Linked DNA regions of Gossypium hirsutum: region 1 is linked to region 2. The links are chromatin contacts, called in public Hi-C maps. All regions are on one chromosome and are shown on one strand. Each heading gives the region's core, a stretch centred on a gene start, on an enhancer-like site or on the middle of the called end of the contact. The rest is flanking DNA. Distances are from core to core; before and after follow the strand shown.

Evidence for each region. A called contact is a pair of places that touch in the nucleus more often than the background predicts.
Region 1: a contact with region 2 is called in a Hi-C map of leaf, with 1.7 times the contacts expected there. The contact joins the promoter of LOC121216165 here to the enhancer-like site in region 2. A contact is called at or near these places in 9 of 34 Hi-C or Micro-C datasets (anther, callus, leaf and 1 more).

What each region holds. Positions count from the first base shown.
Region 1 is chrD04:36,737,219-36,742,761 of Gossypium_hirsutum_v2.1, reverse strand. It overlaps LOC121216165 (uridine nucleosidase 1), which reads right to left and starts at 4,288. Exons shown (of 9, transcript XM_041091501.1): 1 at 3,941-4,288; 2 at 3,414-3,529; 3 at 3,271-3,330; 4 at 2,903-3,085; 5 at 2,703-2,807; 6 at 2,193-2,289; 7 at 1,984-2,091; 8 at 1,749-1,884; 9 at 1,267-1,652. The coding sequence starts at 4,061. The coding sequence ends at 1,544.
Region 2 is chrD04:36,661,982-36,667,229 of Gossypium_hirsutum_v2.1, reverse strand. No RefSeq gene overlaps it. Among protein-coding and RNA genes, the nearest start is that of LOC121216023, 7.5 kb to the right of the region's middle. Within about 2 kb of position 3,154, at least 7 of the 9 cell types and tissues checked have an H3K27ac peak or open chromatin away from gene starts, as enhancers often do. A contact at or near this core is called in leaf, where this site is marked.

The DNA.
Region 1 (5,543 bases), core at 3,039-5,538, 74 kb before region 2:
TCTCATTGTGGTAGTTGACTGCGTTGCTTTTCTTAAGGGATTAAGTTTTATGATAAAAAGAAGCTTCCCCTAACTGAGTTGGTTTAACTGCTTTTCTCAATTCGCCTTTTTCAACTTGTTGAGTTGAGTGGTTCTAATGGACATAATTATAATCTCAAACATGAATGCAAAGGTTGACCCTTGGCCGAAAAGCTAGATGCATCAAGTGGTCGGTTTCGTACAGTTGAACAATCCCTGCTACAATTAAAGATTGACGCTGTTTCAACTTCCAAATTCACAACAATCTCATAACTCACTCAAATGAGTTAAGGTGGGTAAGAAAACAGCGACACAATTTTAACATCCTTCAAACTTTTCTTCCTCTTTACAAATCCAACTCATTTCTCAATGTAACCAAATCTAAAAAAAATGGAAATTATTTTTTAAAGTGGGTAACTAAGGACAACGCCGTTGATATCTTCTTTTAATTCTACATTAGTATAATAATAAATTTACCCCTCAATGTTTTTGTCAATTTGGTCCTAATCTAAAACAATCAACAAATTTAGCCTCAATATTTACACATTTACACAAATGTTGCAGACTGAATTAGTTAAATTAGGACAAAATTGTTAGAATGTATAAACTTTGAGTGCTAAATTTTTTCTCATACCAATTAAAATTATGTACAATTGACAAAAAATATTAATCTCATAATTAATTGTCCTTAATTACTCACTTTCAAAATTGACAAGAATTATATTGCTCTTATCTTTTTAGAGACTAATTTGTTTAATATCAAAATTGAGAGAGACTAGAGATGTTTTTTTTTTTATTACCAAAATGGAACGAAAGCATTTAAAACTTAGCCAATGAGGTAAAGGCCAACGCTTTGGACTTTGAAGGCCTGAATTTGAGTCCAATCATTTGCATTTGCGATGTGCAGAGCTTTCTCTCACAATATGCATATACCTTGAATAGATTTTACGTAGTTTCTCTTTAGATTTTATGCCTTTGTCTAGTTCTTCATCCACTCTGCTTTACATTGGTTGATTCCACATACAGTTGTAGTTGTAGTTGGTCCGGCTCGTAATTGTACGATGGTGAATTTGTACAACTTCAAGAAAAAATTTAAACCACGGCTATAAGATGACATGTTTTTACAGGCATGGTCTCCTAATTTTACAGTGGATTCGATCCCAATGGTCCAAGCAAGGATCACAGATACTTGCATGGAACAAGGACGTAATAGAAATTTGAAGCTATCGTGTTGCAATGCATCAAGAATTGGAGTAAAGATCCCGACCTTAACATTGAATATCTATAATGAAGCTTATCATTTACAGTGTTTCTGATTGGTTGAGGATCGAACCGAATGTTCCCTTTTTATGTTTCCATTAAAGAACAGATACGAGAACAATTATTAGCTTTTTAACCCCAGAAATGGGTAAAGCAAGAAGGGAATAAACTACAAAGGGACCTTTAAGCAGAAATCAATTTCAAAGGTGATCTAATCTTGAGGACATCTTTTTAATTGTCAAGTGAGTATTTCCAGCTTTTTGTTTCATGGTTTCATCAACTGTTGTTTAATATAATTAAGGACTTCATCCACATTGACTGTCCATGCAACGGATACTGGGGAATAGCCTGTCCATGGATTGCTTCCATTCCATCTGCACCAAATCATATCACCAACATGAGTAACCACACTAGCAAATCTAATTGCATTTTATGATAGTACTAATTGGCAAATACTTGTCTTGGAATACCTTTTTAATCCTTGATCCAACAAGGTATGCCCCTTGTATATGCCCTGCGTTTCGACCCTCACCACTCCCTTCTTGTATGTGAAGAGATCGGGCCGAGCTAGAGCCATGAAACTAACAGGATCATGGAGGAATATCCCTGGTACGAAAATTTTTCATTGTTACTCCCTTAAAATGAATAAAATTCAGAAGGTGAGGAGGAAACACAAGAAAATCAGTTGGTGATTTCAAAATATACCATGTATACCGTCGGACTTCACATGCCAATCTCTGTAGAATTTGCACATGTCACATAGAACCTGAGCATATTTCCCCTCTGATTGCTTCAATTCGAGGAGGTCAACGTCTATCGGATAAAAAGATGATGTTCCATTGTCAAGATGACTACCTCAAATATAAAAGCAAATGAAACTTGTTTACTAAGAAGAATGACAGCTAAGTTCTCACCTGTCATTAGGACTTGGGTAGTAATGTTTAGTCCAACGATAACGATATTTGCTCCCGACGTAAACACAACATCAGCTGCTTCAGGGTCCCCATAAATCTGTAGTCAGACAAATAAATTCAGAGTTGCTTAATGGAGGGTTGCTCAAGTGAAAACTAATGTCGTTTGCTAACTAGCCGGTTGCAACTCAATCTTGTAAAGGTTAAGGCGAGACCATGATCACGATGAGATCGAGGGATTGACTAATAAGCCGAGCAAAAGAAATTAAACAAGTTTTCAACTGAAAAGGAAGTTTCCCCTCCAAAATGAATTAAACGCTCAAGCCAGCTTCCCTAGTACTAATAAAGTGATGACCGATCATGAAAGACCTTCGATTAGTAATACTTTCAAAGAAACACAAGGTCAACTTCGAAAGATTGTAGCTTGTCCTTGGAAACTAAACTTTTTCAAAAGGAAGAATGATAATATGGAGCTTGTAGTAAGAAACAAATTTAGGATCCTTTTGTGCTTACATTTGCTTCAGCAGCAGGATTTACATTTCCTAATGCAAAGAATGAGCCACCAAGTACAACCATATTCTTCACCTTGCTCGCAAAGGAAGAGTCCCTTTTGATTGCCTGGATTTAAAAAAAAGAGAACTGTGTTTAAGCACTTACCTGCGAAGCCTATAACCAAAATGGAGGAAATTGATAAGAGAGTAGCAAGGTCTTACCAGTGCCAAGTTTGTGAGTGGTCCAAGTGCTAGTATAGATACTTCACCAGGATATTCAGAAACCTTCTCAACTAAAAATTCAGAGGCAGCCTTATCAGATTTGCTAGTTTTTGGAGGAGATAGGAATATATTCCCCAGTCCATCAGAGCCATGAACAAAGTCGGCAACAATCGGCCTCCCACCCTTTTCCATACAAATCAACCACAATTAGGCTATGGTAAATAAAAGATATAGTAATCCCCCCCCCCAAAAAAAAAAAAAGAAGAATATCAAGGCACAATAAAGCAAGTTAACAACTGCAGCGAGGTCCGTTAGTATTCCCATGGAATTACATTGTAATTTAGGAAAGGGAAAACTGAAGCATTTACCGTAAGCGGCTCGGGGCTGCCTTGTGCTACAGGAACATCAGGACGCCCTGCGATTTCACACTATCCTTTTGCACCTCGAAAAGAGGATAAAATCATGAACGTATTCCAAATGCATATGAAAACCAGAAATGAGAAGCACGTACCAGAAGTAAGGCATTACGAGTGGCATCTTCGGTTTGGACATTGCCAAATATGGTGGTCAAACCTAAGATCTCATATTCTGGATTTTGAAATGCCATAAAGATCGCCATGCTATCATCTGTTAATCAAATGACAAACGCATTCATACATTGCTCAGGGTCAAACTCAAACAAAATCTCTACATATCTAATCCTGCCAATCAATCAATCCACTCCATATTGTTTTCACTTCCTTGTATAATTTAATAAAAATTTTCCGGTTTCATTATATACATGTCAAAACTCGAAACTTTCCTATATAGATCTCATCACACGCCCCTCGAATAAAACATTTCTATATAGACAGAGAGAGTCAACGTAGCTTTTTAAATCAAACTTTATGGCTTATCCCAAAATAAAACTCCCAGGACAAATATAAATTGAAAAAGTAAAATTGTTTCCTATTTCATTATAATTCTAGTTTATGCAACTAAATTGGTAGCCAACCAGAGAAAAAGTAAAAAAAAAAAAAAAAAAGGAGCGAAACTGACCAATCCCGGGATCGGTATCGATAATGAGCTTGTTGCTGTTGGCATGTGAGAGTAAAAGGCCATCGCTTCCGCCATTAACGACAATTCCATCGTGACAATCTTTCTTTAATTCACAATCCATATTCAACGCAATTAGAAAAACACAAAGTGGGAATAATCTAATCTAAGATTTTAATGAATATGGATGTGAAGAAAAAAAATTGAGAGGTTTGAATTTCTTGTTTTAATTGTCGTAGAGGAGGAGGAGGAGGAGGAAGAGGAAGAGGTAGGCCGCTCTGCGATGCCAACAGAGAGTCCCCCCCGAAGAGAACACCAAACAAAGATGCGTTTTATTTTGGGTGATGTTACTTCCTCTTTTAATACTAGTTTAAAGCGCCTGCTGACGTCAGCATAATTGATTTGAAACAGCGAATGGGAAATGGGAACGCGGGTCAATGTGAGTGGTCCTAATCTTGGACTCTTGCTCCCGTATCGTATGGGATCAGAGCGGAAATAATAATTATTCAGAAAAAGGGGGGCAACCTGTTTTTTAATTTTAAAAAAGAAGTCACTGGTTGGGTGAAGGTCCAATTTCATAGACGATGCTGATGATGATGCATCTATTTTATATTATCCTTTTTGTACATATCCAACTATTTAAATTGGAAATGAGATAAATTATTATTTTTTTCAATCAGTATTTAATTCTCCAACAATTTTAATACAACAAGTTTTCTACAGAATTGTTACTTACGAGATATACTGAAATTCCAAAACAACTGAATGCTTCAATTTCACAACATTGGCGGCCAAGAAAATTCAGTATAAAAGACTTTGGGCACCATCAATTTGTAGACTATGATTGGTAACTTTTTGCATCATATTTACACAATATAAATTTATTTTATATAAACTAAAAACTGTATCCATATATTGTTTTAACATAATTAATATTATTATATGATACGTATAGTGATATTTCTCTTTTGTTTATTTCTACGTAATATTTATGGTTATATAATATGCATATAAATTTTATTTATCTGAACTGGGAAAAAATTAAATTGATAAAAATATTTTTATTATTTATTATATTATTAAATTGATTTTTGAATAATTTTTATTTTATTATTAAATTTTGAATATTAAAAAATCATTAGTATTTAAAAAAAATCTTTAAGAATGCAATCAATTTAGCTCTCAATTACCAAAATAAAATTAATTAGGCCTTTCGATAATAAAAACCGTCATTAATCAATTTGATTATTAATAGACGCTTAATAAAATCTACAATAACACATGAAATACCACCTAGACAAGAATATTGATGTGACATTTCATGTACCATATACTAAAAACTAAAATCCCAAAATTTATAAAAAAAAAAAGTATTAAAAATGCACGTTTAGAATGAACCTAGGCAAATGAAGGTTTGAGTTTATTTGAATCTAGATACCTATTTGTCTAGTTATTTCTAGATGTAGTTCAGAATATTATAAAAAATTAAAATTTATAATGTAAATAAAATATTATAAAATGATAAAATGATAACAATTATCGATAATTAATAAAAAATTGTAACAACTACAAAAATAATAAAATGTTATAATGTAAAAAAAATATT
Region 2 (5,248 bases), core at 1,905-4,404:
TGTTACTTTTAACACTTATCATTTTACTTGCTTCAACCGACCCTCATATAAACTGTCTAATAACACTGTCAATTTTGTCACATATTCCTTGGGGAATCCTCAAGGATTGCATGAAGTAGCTAAGGATTGTAAGAAGAACCGATTAAGATAAAGCAACTTTGCCAGGTAGAGATAGTTGCCTTGCATCCCACTTTTGAAGCCTTGATTATACTTTTTCCACCACAAACTTCAAGAAACTAATGGTAATCGTTTCGTGGAGAAGAGGGATTTCCAAGTACAATCCTAAATTGTAAACCTTCCGAAAACCAAGCATATCACAAAGCTGTCCTACCAAATCTTCATTCATGCCTTTGGAGAAGAAAATGTTCGACTTATGAGCATTGACCCGATGCCCAAAATAGCCACAGAAATTATTCAGTAAATCTTTAATTAATCTAGCCTGACTCACATCAGTTTTCCCAAAGATAACAAGATCATATACAAAATAATAAGTGAGAAAGAGTCGAACCTGACCTGTATAAGCTAATGGGAGACCAAAGGCCAAAGTTTATAACCGAACAAATATTGTGACCCAACCGTTCCATGCATAGAACAAAAAGGTAAGGGGACAGAGAACACCCTTGTCTAATGCCTCTAACTGGACTGAATTTTTGAGTAGGTACTCCATTCCACAAGATTTACATAGTGAAATTGGTGATAGTGGACATAATGACATTTCGAAAGAAATCTGGAATTTTTACTACTTGAAGGGAGGCATCTATGAATTCCCAACTCATTCGGTCGTAGACATTTTCCAATCAATCTTAATGGTTATCCATTTTTTGTATTTTATATGCATTGAATGGATAACTTAATGGGCCACTATGATATTATTTGTGATGTTCCTTCCAAAAAGAAAATCGGCTTGTTCTGGTCCAATGATTCTAGGAAAAACCATCTTAAATCTATTTGTAATAATCTTCATGACCAATTTGTAGAGAACTAAACACAAGCTTACAGGGCGAAACTGTGTAAAGCTCTCAGATTATGAACCTTAGGGATAAGCACATGTAAATTATTATTAAGCTTCCTTTCGATAGCTTGACCATCAAAAAAAATTTTGACCCACGCGCAGACAGCCCCGTCGATCTGCTCCCATTGACTCTGAAAAAAGAGTGCATGATAACCATCACATTCGGGCATTTTCAATAGAGCCATGTCAAACAAAGGCACCCTAAATTCTTCATTCGGTGTTGCTTTACTCAAGAATACATCATCATTAGAATCAATTTTAGAAATGAGCTAGAGGGTAAGCCTCTCGAGCATTTCGGAGGCTCACTATATAATTTTTGAAAGAATTTAACTGCCTCAAACTGAAGAACCTCATCTTCAAAGATCCAGACACCTTTATTTTTTAAAGCTGTGATTTTATTGTGATTCGTCCTCTGAATTGTACGAGAGTGGAAAATTTAGTGTTCCGATCCCTAAATTACAACTAATCACACCTAGGTTTTTGCTTCCATAACAATTTTCATGGTGGAGGATACATTCCAACTCTTCTCGCATCTGGGATTCCAGAATACTTAAATGCACAGAATCAGAGCTTTCTAAGGCCCTTTTAACATTAGAGAATCTTTGCATCAACTTCCTCTTACGGGTCTGAATAAGACCATACATAGAATGAATATAATTTTTAATGTTATCAGTAAAATAGTTTAAAGATTCAGCTATGCTACCTTTGAAGCACCACTTCTCATTGACAAAATCTAAAAATTTAGGGTGTTCAATCCAACCAGCTAGGAATCTGAAAGGTCTATGATCTGACTTGACCTTTGAGAGGTGAGTGACAGAGCAGTACGAAAAAGATCACAGGCAAGTATCATTACCAATTACCTTATCAAGCCTTTCATAAAGCTCACCCTGGTGTCAAGTGAAAGGAGGCCTCTTGAAACCTAAATCCTACAAAAAATACTTCTCAAGAAAATCATTAAATAGACAACCTTTCCCAACTGTATGCCCTTTTTTCTTATCACTAGAAGAACCAGAGCATCAAAATCACCAATCGCCATCCATAGGGTATTATCGTACGGAATAATGGAAGTAAGACTTTCCCAAAATTTCTTCCTCTTTTTCCTATCTAGGCTTCTGTAAACAAAAGCAATATGAAAAGGCAATACAAAACTAGTCCTAAGAAGTCAAATATAGATGAATTGAGGGTTACTGCAAAGAATTTCAATAGAAAACGGGTCCTTTCTACCTACCCAAATACCTCTAGAAAACCAATAGCCTCCACCCTGTGTGAAAATTGAAAACCCAAGTTAGTAATAAATTTATCAACTTTAAAACCAGTTACCCTTGTTTCCAGTAAACTAACAATTTTAGGTTTGTACTCTCTATTGTATTCACGGAAGATGCAGAGAAATTTTGGACTGACACATCCCTGGCAATTCCAAGAGAAAACTGTCAAATTCATAAAAAATAGGAAAGGAAAAAAACCTACCTTACTGCTTAGAGTCCCCTGACTCTATATCCTGCCAACCCTCTGAACCCTAAAGAATTCATAGAATCAGATAGAGGAACACAGGCAGTGCCAACTAATTTAAAGCTAGCCCTACGATTTTGAATAGTTCGATTAAATTTTTTATCACTATGGCTCGGTCCACTTTTAACACCTAAACCTAGCACTTTGGGTGTAAAGATTCCTTTTACAATACTATCATTTTTACCGTTCCCTAATGCTTGTCCATTATTGGATTAGAATTTTTTTGAAAATGATCGTCGAATACTTCCTTAAATCAAGAACATTTCCATCTAAAGCCATCGCCATTCCTTCTGATTCTTCGAAAGTATGATTGAAATACGTAGTAGTCACAAAGGGGCCATTTGATAAATTAGAGGATTGTGGTGGGTCATTAAATAAGTTCCCCAATTGCTTAATGGCATTCAAATCAACCACTATCATTTTTGGTTTGTTACAATTCTCGTGCAACCCATCAATTTTACCATTAAGAATGCGCATCGTATTAGACCCAGTGATATTGAGCCCAATCTCATTATCTCTTGGACCGCCTGTTTTAGTTTGTCTTTTACCTAGGTCCTTAACCACTTGTCTCATGGGTCGTAAGCCTAAATCTAGCTCAGCCTTATTATTCTGACCACCCTCACACCTAGTTTTCCCAACCCAAATTGGTATCACTGCTTGCACTGTTATTAGAAACGCTAGGGTCGCCTCCATTTAGGTTTGGCCTAGACCCCCATTTATTTTCTCACCCAACCCATCAGACCTAGAATCATTTCCTTGTGATCCACTGCCCACACCCTTAATTGGATGCATTAACAGTCCAGCATCTCCTTTCTTTAAAGCTAACGTATCTTTCCCCATTAAACGCGCAAAAAATTTTTTCCTTACCTTTTAATTTAGTAGTAAAATCATCAGGGATCATAACATCCCCATCCCCATCACTTATATTCAGATTGTCCAATCCATTTAAGGTAAAAAATCTTGACCCCAAAGTTACCTTTTTTTACCCCACCCCTCTGATTACGCTGATTCCTCCATCCTCGTCGTATTTTTCGCTCCACCACCATCCATGGTCCAAACGCTGATCTCTTACCACCGATTGTCGAATTTGATGGCTTCAAGTTATCACTGGTTATCCCAGTCTTAAGGCTCATCTCTGTCGTTAACGAAGGACACGTCTCCTTCAGGTGACCATATTTTTCACATAAAGAGCATATGGTTGGCAAGGCTTCATACTCCGCCCTTATCAATTCTCCATTCACCAACACTTGGGACACTAACGGTCTATCAAGATTACAAAAACGATCATTCTAGCGAAATGACCCCTAGTTTTGTTGTCAGTGTTGAAATCAAGTTTGGCCACTTTGCCAACCAATATTCCCACTGCTTCCAGAATTCTCTTTTTGCACATAAAACCCGGTAGACCGACATTTTGATCCATGCGAAAACTACATTCGGGTAAGATTTCTTGGGGTTGAAAAATATTGTCCATGGCTGAACAATGAGATATTTACCATATATTCTCCATGGTCCTTACGTGAGCACTTTATTATAATCTTCAATACACTGAAGTTTAGCTAGGAAATAACCGTTGTCTGTATCATTAGATGGAACAATTTAGAAGGATGCCATAAGCTACTGACCTGATTAAACAGGGTGATGTAACCAATATTACGCCCCAATAGCTTCACCACAAACGTTGTCTCCATATCCTTAAAAAGGATCTATTGGATACGATCCGAGAACTCTATCGCCGAAAGTCCATTGACCATGGATTTTTTAACATCTCCTTCTAGAAATTCCAAATCTTCAACAATATCAAATTCATTAGATTGGGGCCCTTCCTCTTGAACTGAAACCCCTATCCCCAGCAGCATCTGTTTCCAAGATACTTTTGGTAGCGAAACCAGATCCATAACGATTTCAACATGAACATCACCATCCCGCTCTTTAAACCAAACTTTTTTCGTTTCCCAATCATCAAAAAACTGAGATTCAGAGAGCTTATCGTTTTCCAAAGAAATATCCATCTTGCTTTGTATGCTAAATTTAGTAGCATTTTAATTTTAAATCTCATTAAATTTATAATTTAATATATTTATCACATTTTTAATCAATTAAATGGATATATTTATTATGGTATTAATGTTTTCCATTATATGTTAAGAAAAGTTAAACCATTGCAACATTTAATACAAATTATTTTATTTTTAATGCATGTAACATTATATTTTAAAAAAATAATTCTATGCTTAATTTAATTATTTTACTTAATATTTATGATTTTTAATAGTAAAATTTTAATCAGTTTAAAAGTTTTACATATACAGCTAATAATAATGTTGGCTATTTTCATTAATATATAATTAGGTCATGAGCAATTTATTCCATTTGAAGTTAAACACGCAATTTAGTTTTTAAATATTCAAAAGACAAAGAAAAAAGATAACTGAATATGCCATTAATAAAAGAAAAAAATAAATATAGTTGTGAAAAATATTCATCCTAAATTTGGTTGGTTTAAAAAAAATCATATAATATTTAACATATTAATAAATATCTCCAAAATCTTGAAAAAAAAATAATTTTAAAATTATTCTTTAAATAATTTTTAATTAAAATATTTTTTAAATTTTTTATTGTTTAAAGAGAAATTATTTTATGGACCTTTCCCACCATATCATTTATGGTCCCTTTTCAATTATTTCTCGAAACGAGAAATTATTTTATGGATCCTTCCCACCGCAT